Regions from separate parts of the Mus musculus genome. Here regions 2 and 3 are each linked to region 1. A link is a contact called in public HiChIP or PLAC-seq data. All regions are on one chromosome and are shown on one strand. Each heading gives the region's core, a stretch centred on a gene start, on an enhancer-like site or on the middle of the called end of the contact. The rest is flanking DNA. Distances are from core to core; before and after follow the strand shown.

Region 1 (3,183 bases), core at 277-2,776:
TGATTGGTATCTACCAACTGATTGATTGGTATTCATCAATTGATTGGTTACCTCCAACTTATTGGTTACCTCCAACTGATTGGTGTCCTCCAACTGATTGGTGTCCTCCAACTGATTGGTGCCCTCTAACTGATTGGTGACTGATGGCTAGATTCTTCTAGAAACTTGGTGCCTTTGCTCTATCTGCTTCTCTTCTCAGCAACCTTGAGCTCTCTCTCAGCTGCTGGAGTCATGTCCCAGCAGGGAGAAGAGGGCCACGGAAATCATCTACTCTCAGGCTATGCTTGCTGCTTTGGCTGTTAGGAATCACCTCTGAGGGCAGACAGTGTTCATGTCAGCTCGTGAGCGTATCTGTGCCCGGTGGAGAAGGGACCTGAGTTGCTGAGGTGCCCACTGACTTCAGAATGTCTGAGAAAGTTTCAAACATCCCTCGGGGGAGCATCATGTGAAAAACACTGCTGCCATGTCAGCTCAGTGGCTAAAAGCAGTGGGGAGAAATTGGTAGAGGGATGCGGGAGGAGATACTTGGGTAGGTAGGCATACAAGAGTGTATATAAGGCAGAGTGTTGTGAGTTAGAGGCACAATGTGAAGGAACAGGGGTTGGTATGAGGGTATTGAACATGCATGAAGAAGGATATGGGCCAGTCAGAAGTAGGGGTGTATGTGTGAAAGAGGAGGAAGAGTGGGGGGTCTTGTTAGTATGGGAGTGGTAGGTAAAGAGATGTGCTTGTAGAATAGGGTATGTAAGTGGGGGTTGAGGTTGGCATGAAAATGTACATAGTATGAGCATTTGGGGGTTAAGGTATGTTAGAGTATATGTATGTGTGAGTGGTATTGGAGGCAAGGTGTGTGGGGGAGGTGTGTGTGTATGTGTGTGTGTGTGTGTAGGTATGTGGGCCAGGCGGGGGTTGGAGCTGTAGAGTGGGGTGCTCCAGCGTGTGCCTGCGTGGCATATGTGAGGGGGCGAATAGTGTAAGAGTTGCCGATGTTGGAAGGTTTGGGTAGGGAAGAGGACCAATGGCCCTGCTTCCTGTGGCTGCCCTTGCCGCAGCTGGAGGGAGGTGGGCGGATTCGTAACCTGCTGAGCTGTCCCGCTGTGGCCTGGAAGTGCCCAGCCTGGACTCAGGCATGATTCATTTTCACCTGCCAGGGGAATCAGTTTGCCGGGGCTGCTGCATCAGAAGTGCGTCAGTCTGCATGACTTGTCCTTACTAAGAACCTGGGAGAAATTAAAAATGCGACACGAGGGGGTAGGCGGGAGATTGTACTGTAGGCTGCAAAGGATCAATTGCTCTCCATCAAGTAGCTGAGTTAGGCTAAAGGGGCCAGCGCCAGCTCCCAAGACTCCTTTCCCCAGAGGAGGCAGCTGCAGCATCCCCCACCCCTCACCCCCGCCCCCTGCAAGAGAAGTAACTTTAGAAGGCGTGCTGTAAAGCTAGGTGAAAGGGCCCAGAAGCCCCTCCTAGATGCCAGGCAGCCTCTGCAGCTGTAACTCTTTGTGTGCTGCGGTCTGCCGCAGTCTGTGTCTTGGAGGGACGGTGGCTTTTATGAATGGTAGCCTGGGAGTGGCCTAATGTCTGGCTCCTGATGTCAGCACAGTGAATGAACAGTTGCGCGGAGGAGCGTAAAAGCCCCAGCACTTGCGAAGCGGACACCTTCTGAGATTGGCTCTCCAGATGCAGTGTCTCTTGCTGACGAAATCCCAGGTCCCATGTATCACGGATAAACCGTATACGTTAGGATTGTAACGAGCCAGAAACTGAAGCTGCTGAGGACCATTGTGCATCTGACTGGGGACCAGCAGCTCCTTTCCCCGAGAAACAGCTGCAGCTAGCCGAGACCCCTTTCCTGCCAGGCACCGGACGAAGCTGCCGGAGAGCTGCAGCCCCCAGAGCTGTGTGTTAAGGCAACCGCTTAGCTGGCTTCATGTTCTGCTTTTGTTGGCAGAATTCCTTGCTGAAGCTCCAAGCCCTCGAGTCTGGTCTGTGCTCCGCGTTTCTGACGACCCAGGAAGAAGATGGCCAGGTGCACGGAGTTAAGGACCCGGCCCCAGCTTCCACGCAGAGTGCGCCTGCCGACAGCGCAGATCCTGCAGGTAAGAGGCAGAGTCTGGGGGATGTCCCGCGTGGTACTCAGGAGACAGCTCAGCCTCCGCCTGGACTCCGGACAGAAATGATGCAACATCAAAGCCCAAGCCTAGGAGCTGCTGAGGGGGAACGGGAGGTTTTAGGATTAGTTGCCAGGCAGACTTTCTTAAATGGGAGTCAGCTGGAAGCATCGGGTTACAACTTCTTGCAATTTTTCTGGTTGCTCTGTAATGAGGAGTAGTGTGTTCTACTGGACTTAGATGGTCTGTACTATCTTAAAACTTAGCATGCGTTTGGGACACTGAGGACCAGGGGAGTTTCATCTCCTCTGTTCACTCTCTGTATAACTGATCTTACGCTGAGTAAGCAGGGATGAGTGGTTAGCTCTGGGCTCATTCCGATCGTGTATCCTTGTTCCAGCTTCTTCTGCGTCTGATTTTTTTCCCCCTTCGGTTTTTCTACTTTCAATCCTAGGGACGGCTGTTTGGCTAGCCAACAGAAGGCAAATTAATACTCTCAGGAAGAATTCCAGAGGAAGGAAATAGCAATTTACCTGAGGAGGAAGTTTATCCTTCTCTATACAAATCTGACAGAGGCTTGCAGCCGGCTCCCTGGATTGAGGGCGGGGCCTCAAAGGGCTTAGGGAAGCTAGCTCTAGAAGAGGCCTGTAATCTCCAGGGTTTAGAGGAAGAGATTGGAAATGGCAATCCAATTCAGTAGCATGAACAGCAGTCCTTACTTAACACACTTCTGTTTAAGAACATCTCACGTGCCCTAAGCAGGCCGGATGGTCATCTGCAGTGTTGGAATTTGTTTTAATTAACAGTGCTTATAGGAGCTGCTAAGGGTAGCTAGTCCTGTTACTTATATTCCTATGATCAGGGAACTGTTTATGCATTTTTATGGTAGTAACTTACTGAAGTGAACCATGGAGCAATACTCGTGGCCATGAGGACCCTGAGGCCTAGTGGGACATAGTAAGTGTCAAAAGACTGCCCTGTGGCCACATGTCATTGACAGTTGATGGCCTCCTTGGGGGTAAGTGCCTCTTGTATTGGGCACTGTGTTTGGGTCAAATGTAGGTAGAATACTGAT
Region 2 (3,183 bases), core at 408-2,907, 460 kb after region 1:
GGCGGGAGCATGGCAGCATCCAGGCAGGCGTGGTGCAGGAAGAACTGAGAGTTCTACGTCTTCATCTGAAGGCTGTCAGCAGAATACTGACTTCCAGAAAGCTAGGATAAAGGTCTTAAAGCCCACACCCACAGTGACACACCTACTCCAACAAGACCACACCCACTCCAACAGGGCTACACCTTCTAATAGTGCCACTCCCTGGGCCAAGCATATCAAACCATCACAGGGTGCGTTGTACAAAATTCCCAGATAATTAATAGAAATACTATGTTGGAGAAGAAAATAATAAAAGTTGTCAAAGAACAACTGCAAGGTTGGCTGATGCCTATCAAATCCAACATCACAAGAAAAACTGCCACCGACCACCACAGGTAAATGAGAAAGTCCCTGTGGTCATCTTGGCTTGCTGTGAGCCCTGGCCACCTTCTAGACCATCCTTCCTCCCTTTACCGTAAGGTGTGGGGGAAAAAAAAGAAGACAGAAAGCTGACTGTGTTTTAGTCAGTGGCCGCTGTAAGCTAAATCACCCAGAGCCTTGATAGTCTTGATTTTGGCCACTCGCACAGTGTGCTCAGAATTATTTCCCCTTGTTCAGCAAACCTGACCCCCTCCATCCTCCTATAGCTTAGAGGCATTCCGTCAAGCCTGAACCTGGTTCCCAATGTCTGGCTTGCAGCCAGATCTTAGTGGCACCGTTTACCTTCACTTCGGACTGCTGTGGCTTTGATTTTCCTGCTTGAGCATCCACTCTGTGCCCTCTGAGTCTGGCTGACAAATGTTTATAGAAAAGGAAGGACGTTGGGTGAGGGTGGGGGTGGAGGTGGGTGAGGGGGTTGCTCTAGAAACAGGCTGCTGACACACAGTACCTGTCGACTCTCCTCCATTCTGAGTCCACAGCAGAAGTGTGTGGCCAGCTGATACCAGAAGGAAATGGCTGGACCGCCAAGCAACGGCTTGCCAAGGAGCTTCAAATGGAAACAAGAATGCACCGAGCTCCCCAACCAGTAGCTCGAGGTTCTCTCTGATTGGAAACAATTTTGCTAGATAATTCCTTATGAACTTGACTTGCTTTCTTGACGATGTTTTAGCTCTTGAGCAGGGCAGTATAGTCACTCTGTCTAGACCTATAAAGACAATGGTCCAACGTTTTTTTAAAAAAAAAAATCAAACCAACAACAACAACAACAACAACCAGATTCCCAAACCAATATTTTCTCTGTAGGCTCCAGCAGAGCAGCTCAGTCACCTCACCATTCACTGTTTCCACTGTTTTTCCTCACGCTGATCCAATAATCAGCAACCTCAGCCGGGCCATTTATCTTTCAGACATCCAGTCTCAACAAGCCTTCGGCCCTTGGGGACATAACTCATCTCCCCATTACGATTCTGATACACATAAATGCTTGCACATTTTCATAAGTGATTTCATCAACAGACAAAAAGGGGGACACACAGAACTCATTAGTGCTCACAGGGAATCACAGAAGCTGTCCTCAGAAGCCTTCATTCACAGCATCTCTGCCATCTCTCCTAATGAGAAACTCAGTGGGCGGAGATGTTCAGGGATGTGGTTCTCAGGAAGACCTGCGACCACATGGCTACATGCTCTCTCCTGGGTTTTCAGACTTTCTCTTTAAACAGCAATGAAATCAGCTTTGCTTCCAGCCCTAACCTTAATAGACAGCAGGAGAGAGGAGGGTGTACCTCTCTGCCTCTAGATCTCCAGTGTTCCTTACCCCTTACTAGGCAAAATCTCAAAGCAGACCTTTAAAGGATGCCATTTATACTGGGATATGATAGGGTGGACTTCAACCCTCAGGACCCTGAAGCAGGAAGACATCGAGTTCAAAACTAACCTGGGCAGAATATCAAGACATAGTGAGACCCTGACTCAAAAGACAAAACCACTACTTTGTATCTATTCTAACAATGAAGAAATCTTTATAAGGGAATACAGTGACCCTGTGACCTGGAACACAGTGTCCTGTGACCTTTCAGACAACACAGAAGGCAGAAGGTACTTCACTGTGCCATCCAATGCTAACACGGATCAATTATAACCCCTGCAAGCACATGCAGCCCCTGGGCATCACTGATGGAGAGGTGTGCATGCCTGACCCGCAGCCCTGGCTTCTCTGTGCCCAGCTTTTCACTGCCTTTGATATACCTGACAATTCTAAGTTTTCAATAATGGAGGTCTGAGCAGATTAAATCGTGTCTACAACAAGACAAACAAACCGTACCCGGGGGAGGCCACTGTCCCCTGCCTCCCGTTTGCACTAAGAAAGCCAGCTTCAGATGTACTCTAAATGTATCTTACATTCCATTTCCTGCTTAAGTTCAGCCCCTTTTGATTGGTTACCTCTGCCTCGTTCTCTCATGACAAATGAGATAAATACAATCTTTAACACATGCTCATTTTATGTTTATATAAGCAGCATGATTTGCCACATTCTTTAAAAAGAAGAAGAATCATTTAATACTAAGACAAATGGTCCCCAGAGCTATTAAAAAGGACAATTTAAATCTCATTACAACAGATTCCAAAAGTCATTTGTTTTGGGGGTTTGGGGCTAGAAATACTCCTCTGTGTTATCAGTTAAATAAATGGCCTAAGCAATCTGTTTACAGTGTCTTCTGGGGATGGATTTGCTGGGGATGGGACCTCACCTGGAAGGAACCCGGGGCCTCTCTGTGGAAGAAGACCCAGCTCCCGAGCAGGCAGCTTTAACCAGAATCCAAAGGATTAAGGAGGATCCAGCAAGGCAACTGGGGAAACAGCAGGAACGGCTGGCCACCAAGGACTTACTGAGTTCCTGCCTGAGGTTCCTCGCAGAAAGGCAAAGCTCTACATGGAATGAAGGACCCTGAGAACCGTGGGGCCTATTCTTAAAGCTGTCGGAAGCCAGGCTTCTTTTAAACACCATTCTCTCCATAGTAATGCCAACTGACAATGGGGCGCCTACCACATCTGGAAACTGAAGGAGGAGTATGTTGGCATGAACGCTTACAGCAGGGGTTCTCCAGCTTCCTAATGCTGAGACCCTGTAATACAGCTCCTCACGCTGTGGTGACCCCCCTCCCCCACCCACACAATTATTTTCTTTGCTACTTCATAACTGTAACTTTTGCTACTGTTATGAATCATGATATAAATATCTTTGTTTTCCGGTGGTCTTAG
Region 3 (3,183 bases), core at 287-2,786, 430 kb after region 1:
AGGATGCTGGACCAGATGGTTGCGTGCGGGTCTGAGCACACACTGACTCCTGTGGGCTCCAACCCAATGACTAAAACTTGCCCAGGGATTGTGCTGGATTCTCTCTGCTCTCAAGAAACCTAGCGCCTGCTGTAACCAGGGAGATTCTCCTTTGGGAATTTGGGGTCTAAAAGATGATGTTCATTTCTGTGTGTTTTCTGAAGTGCACATGGGTCAGTGTTATAGGAGCTGGGTGGCCAAGGAAACCTCTCCTCCACTCAGGGAACTCGGCTTCTCCAACCACTTTCTCAACTAGAACACAATAAAACGGGCCCCTTCTAAGTCAGCAGTTCTCACCGTTCCTAATGCCACCATCCTTTAATACAGTTGCTGTTGTGGTGAGCCCCCCCAACCATAAAATTATTTTGCTGCCACTTCATAACTATAATTTTGCTACTGTTTCAAATCTTGGTGTAACTGCCATACAGGATATATGATAGGCAGCCCCTGCAAAAGGGTTGTGCAACCCCCAAAGGGGCTGCGACCCACAGGCTGAGAACTGTTGTAAGTCCACCAGGACGTCCCAGTCCACAGTATTGCTGTGTTGCTATGGCTGTTCAGGCCTGTGTGGAAGAGACAGCTTTGGTTGAGGAAGAACCTGCATCACCATAGTAGTGTCTGAGTGTGACAGTTTGGAGCCCAAACAGGTTTTACACACATGACGTCTTTCAGTGTTGGGGATCGGACCTAGGTCTTCATGCGTGCATCCTACCAGTGAGCTCTAACACAGCCCATCCTACTATGTATGTGACCTACTGTGCTCTCCTTATACATGAAGGCATCTGGGAAACGAGAAGGAAAATGGTAAGCCTGGTCTAATGCTAACAGAGCTCTTGGCCAGCTTACAAGAAAGGTCTTCTAGATGAGGGCACTATTTCAGGATCAGCAAGGACTCACTGCACTTTCCATGAGTGGTATAAGCTTGGCTTGGCCTTGGGTTTATCAGGCCTAGCTGTAGGGTAGGGGAATGGGAGGTGGGGGAGTGGGTTCAGGGACTCTCCCCTCCCCCTTCTCTAGCTGCCCTCCAGATTTGCAATTACTTTTTGGAACAAACTGGATCTTTATCTCTAGGGAGGGAGGGCAGTACAGCCAAAGCAAGACAACACAGAGCGCATCCATCACCGTCAGCGGCTCCCCTCCATCTCGATGGCATTCTTAATTTAGCAGAACAAACACGCGCCACGGAGAACAAGAGCAGGCAGGCTGCGATTATTTACACTGGCATCGGAGGAATCTGGGCAACCCAAAACCACGGAGGCTAACAAAAGAAAAAACTCAGGCCAGATGAATCAGGTCCCGACCCGGTTGCTTGTCACCGTCACCGGGCTTTGGGGCTCAGAGGAGAAAATAGAATTTAGACACAGCACAATGGTAGAAAAGGGCAGGGAACCCGATAAGCCGTTCCCCAGTGGTAATAATAAACTTTATACCTAGTCCAGTGAGTCCGAGGCCTGCCGAAGCTAAGATATCCAGGCTGGGACAGGCCAGGCCGGCAGGGCACGATGCTGGGGATAGACTGGTTGCTATGGAAACCCCACTGCTTTCAAGTCCGAGGAGACACTTCCTTGCTTCATACATATTTAAGGCATTTCGCTCAACACTTTTCACAATCACAGACTATGAAAACACATAATGGGGGGAAAAAAGATGACACTGAGGTAGGCATACAATGACAGAAGGGTAATGAAAATGTAAATGAGTGGCCACAGGAGGCTGGATACCACCCCCTATCAGCCTCTGCTCCTGACACTCCCGTAAAACGTGAGTCCCCACCTACTATGTGTGTGTGTGTATGTGTGTGTGTGTCTATGTGTCTGCAAACCATTGAGAGCATGATGCTGTGGGCAGCCAGCATGCAGGTCCCGATCCCTACCTAACCTTTTAAGGTATGGATTCCTATCCAGGCATGCTTAGAAATTTAGCAAATTCTTGGTGTCAAAGTCCAGCTGCCCCACTACACAGCCTCTGGGCTTCATACTGAAGCATTCCTCCTCACCACCTCATTACCTGCAGAAGCCAAATCAAACCCACCATCACGTATAGATTGCACAGTTACAGTTGGCTTCTTTTTTTTTTTAACATACACGGTCTAATGGTTAGCTGACGTACCTCTAGGCACCACCAACCCCCAGTGAGACCACATCTGTGGCAAATCTTATGAAATATATGTGTGTGTGTTATATTATGTTATATATAATGATATATTTTATAAATAATAATAATTGTGTATATATATAAATTTTCCTTACTTCCTATATGTATATGTCATATACATATAGAATTATATAATTTATATATCTTTTATATACTAAATGTCTAAGCATATATATGTATATATATAAACATACATGTGTATATATACATATGTATACATATATAAACACATATGTGTATGTATGTGTGTATATGTATGTGTGTATGTGTGTGTGTGTGTGTGTGTGTGTAGTAGTAGTAGTAGTACTTAGAATCCAGCCATCAAAACACAATTTCTTTCAGCCTAACATAGGTTCGTTTTTCTCCTGAGCTCTTGGAATTCTTTTTATTTCTGTCTTTGTTTGGCCAAGCCCTTCTCGGAATCTGAACTGATGGTATTTGTGATTAAGTTAGTCAAACAGGGCTTTATGATGTCTAAATCCCATGGCCTGGTCTCAATCTCTGAACTCACTCAACCTTGCTCCCCCAGTCTTGGGGCGCTTTAAAGTTTTCTCTAAAAAATAAAATAATAATAAGTGTGGTTGTTTCCTCCAGGTGAACAGAAAATATCACATTTACTCATGTAGAAATCATATGCAAGACAGATACACATAAAGCATTCTATACACAAGATGGCATCTCTGGTTTAGAAATTTTAGTAAAGTATGGCAGATTTATCTACCTTAGTAATTCAGGACTTCCTACTCGAGAATCTAACTGCACATCCTTCTGTGGCTTACACACGTGAGTGTGGACACATGGATACACACGCACACACACACACACACACACACACACACGCACATCTCCATATATACCTGTACTTGCACATATACATACATACATATATACACACATCAACACACATGCACACACATACACTTACATGTGCACACACACATACACACATGCACTTACATGTGTACACACAAAAAACTGAATAGAATTAGG

Evidence for each region. HiChIP or PLAC-seq counts read pairs in DNA pulled down with a chosen protein or histone mark.
Region 2: an H3K4me3 HiChIP or PLAC-seq map of embryonic stem cells shows a contact between it and region 1, with 4 times the contacts expected there. The contact joins two enhancer-like sites. A contact is called at or near these places in 1 of 15 datasets of contacts at CTCF or cohesin (the NIH/3T3 cell line), 5 of 115 datasets of contacts at active chromatin or transcription factors (embryonic hindbrain, embryonic stem cells, forebrain and 1 more) and 1 of 9 other capture datasets (embryonic stem cells).
Region 3: a contact with region 1 is called in an H3K4me3 HiChIP or PLAC-seq map of stem cell-derived neural progenitor cells, with 12 read pairs. The contact joins two enhancer-like sites. A contact is called at or near these places in 1 of 15 datasets of contacts at CTCF or cohesin (the NIH/3T3 cell line), 7 of 115 datasets of contacts at active chromatin or transcription factors (embryonic hindbrain, embryonic stem cells, fibro-adipogenic progenitors and 3 more) and 1 of 9 other capture datasets (embryonic stem cells).

What each region holds. Positions count from the first base shown.
Region 1 is chr10:70,518,830-70,522,012 of GRCm38.p6, forward strand. It overlaps Fam13c (family with sequence similarity 13, member C), which reads left to right. Exons shown (of 14, transcript NM_024244.4): 6 at 1,949-2,096. Among named protein-coding and RNA genes, the nearest start is that of Phyhipl, 79 kb to the right of the region's middle. Within about 2 kb of position 1,527, at least 147 of the 459 cell types and tissues checked have an H3K27ac peak or open chromatin away from gene starts, as enhancers often do. A contact at or near this core is called in forebrain, neural tube and stem cell-derived neural progenitor cells, where this site is marked.
Region 2 is chr10:70,975,939-70,979,121 of GRCm38.p6, forward strand. The region is part of intron 3 of Bicc1 (BicC family RNA binding protein 1); the gene reads right to left. Among named protein-coding and RNA genes, the nearest start is that of Gm24486, 95 kb to the left of the region's middle. Within about 2 kb of position 1,658, at least 12 of the 459 cell types and tissues checked have an H3K27ac peak or open chromatin away from gene starts, as enhancers often do.
Region 3 is chr10:70,948,470-70,951,652 of GRCm38.p6, forward strand. It overlaps Bicc1 (BicC family RNA binding protein 1), which reads right to left. Exons shown (of 21, transcript NM_031397.3): 10 at 1,470-1,656. Among named protein-coding and RNA genes, the nearest start is that of Gm24486, 68 kb to the left of the region's middle. Within about 2 kb of position 1,537, at least 58 of the 459 cell types and tissues checked have an H3K27ac peak or open chromatin away from gene starts, as enhancers often do. A contact at or near this core is called in forebrain, neural tube and stem cell-derived neural progenitor cells, where this site is marked.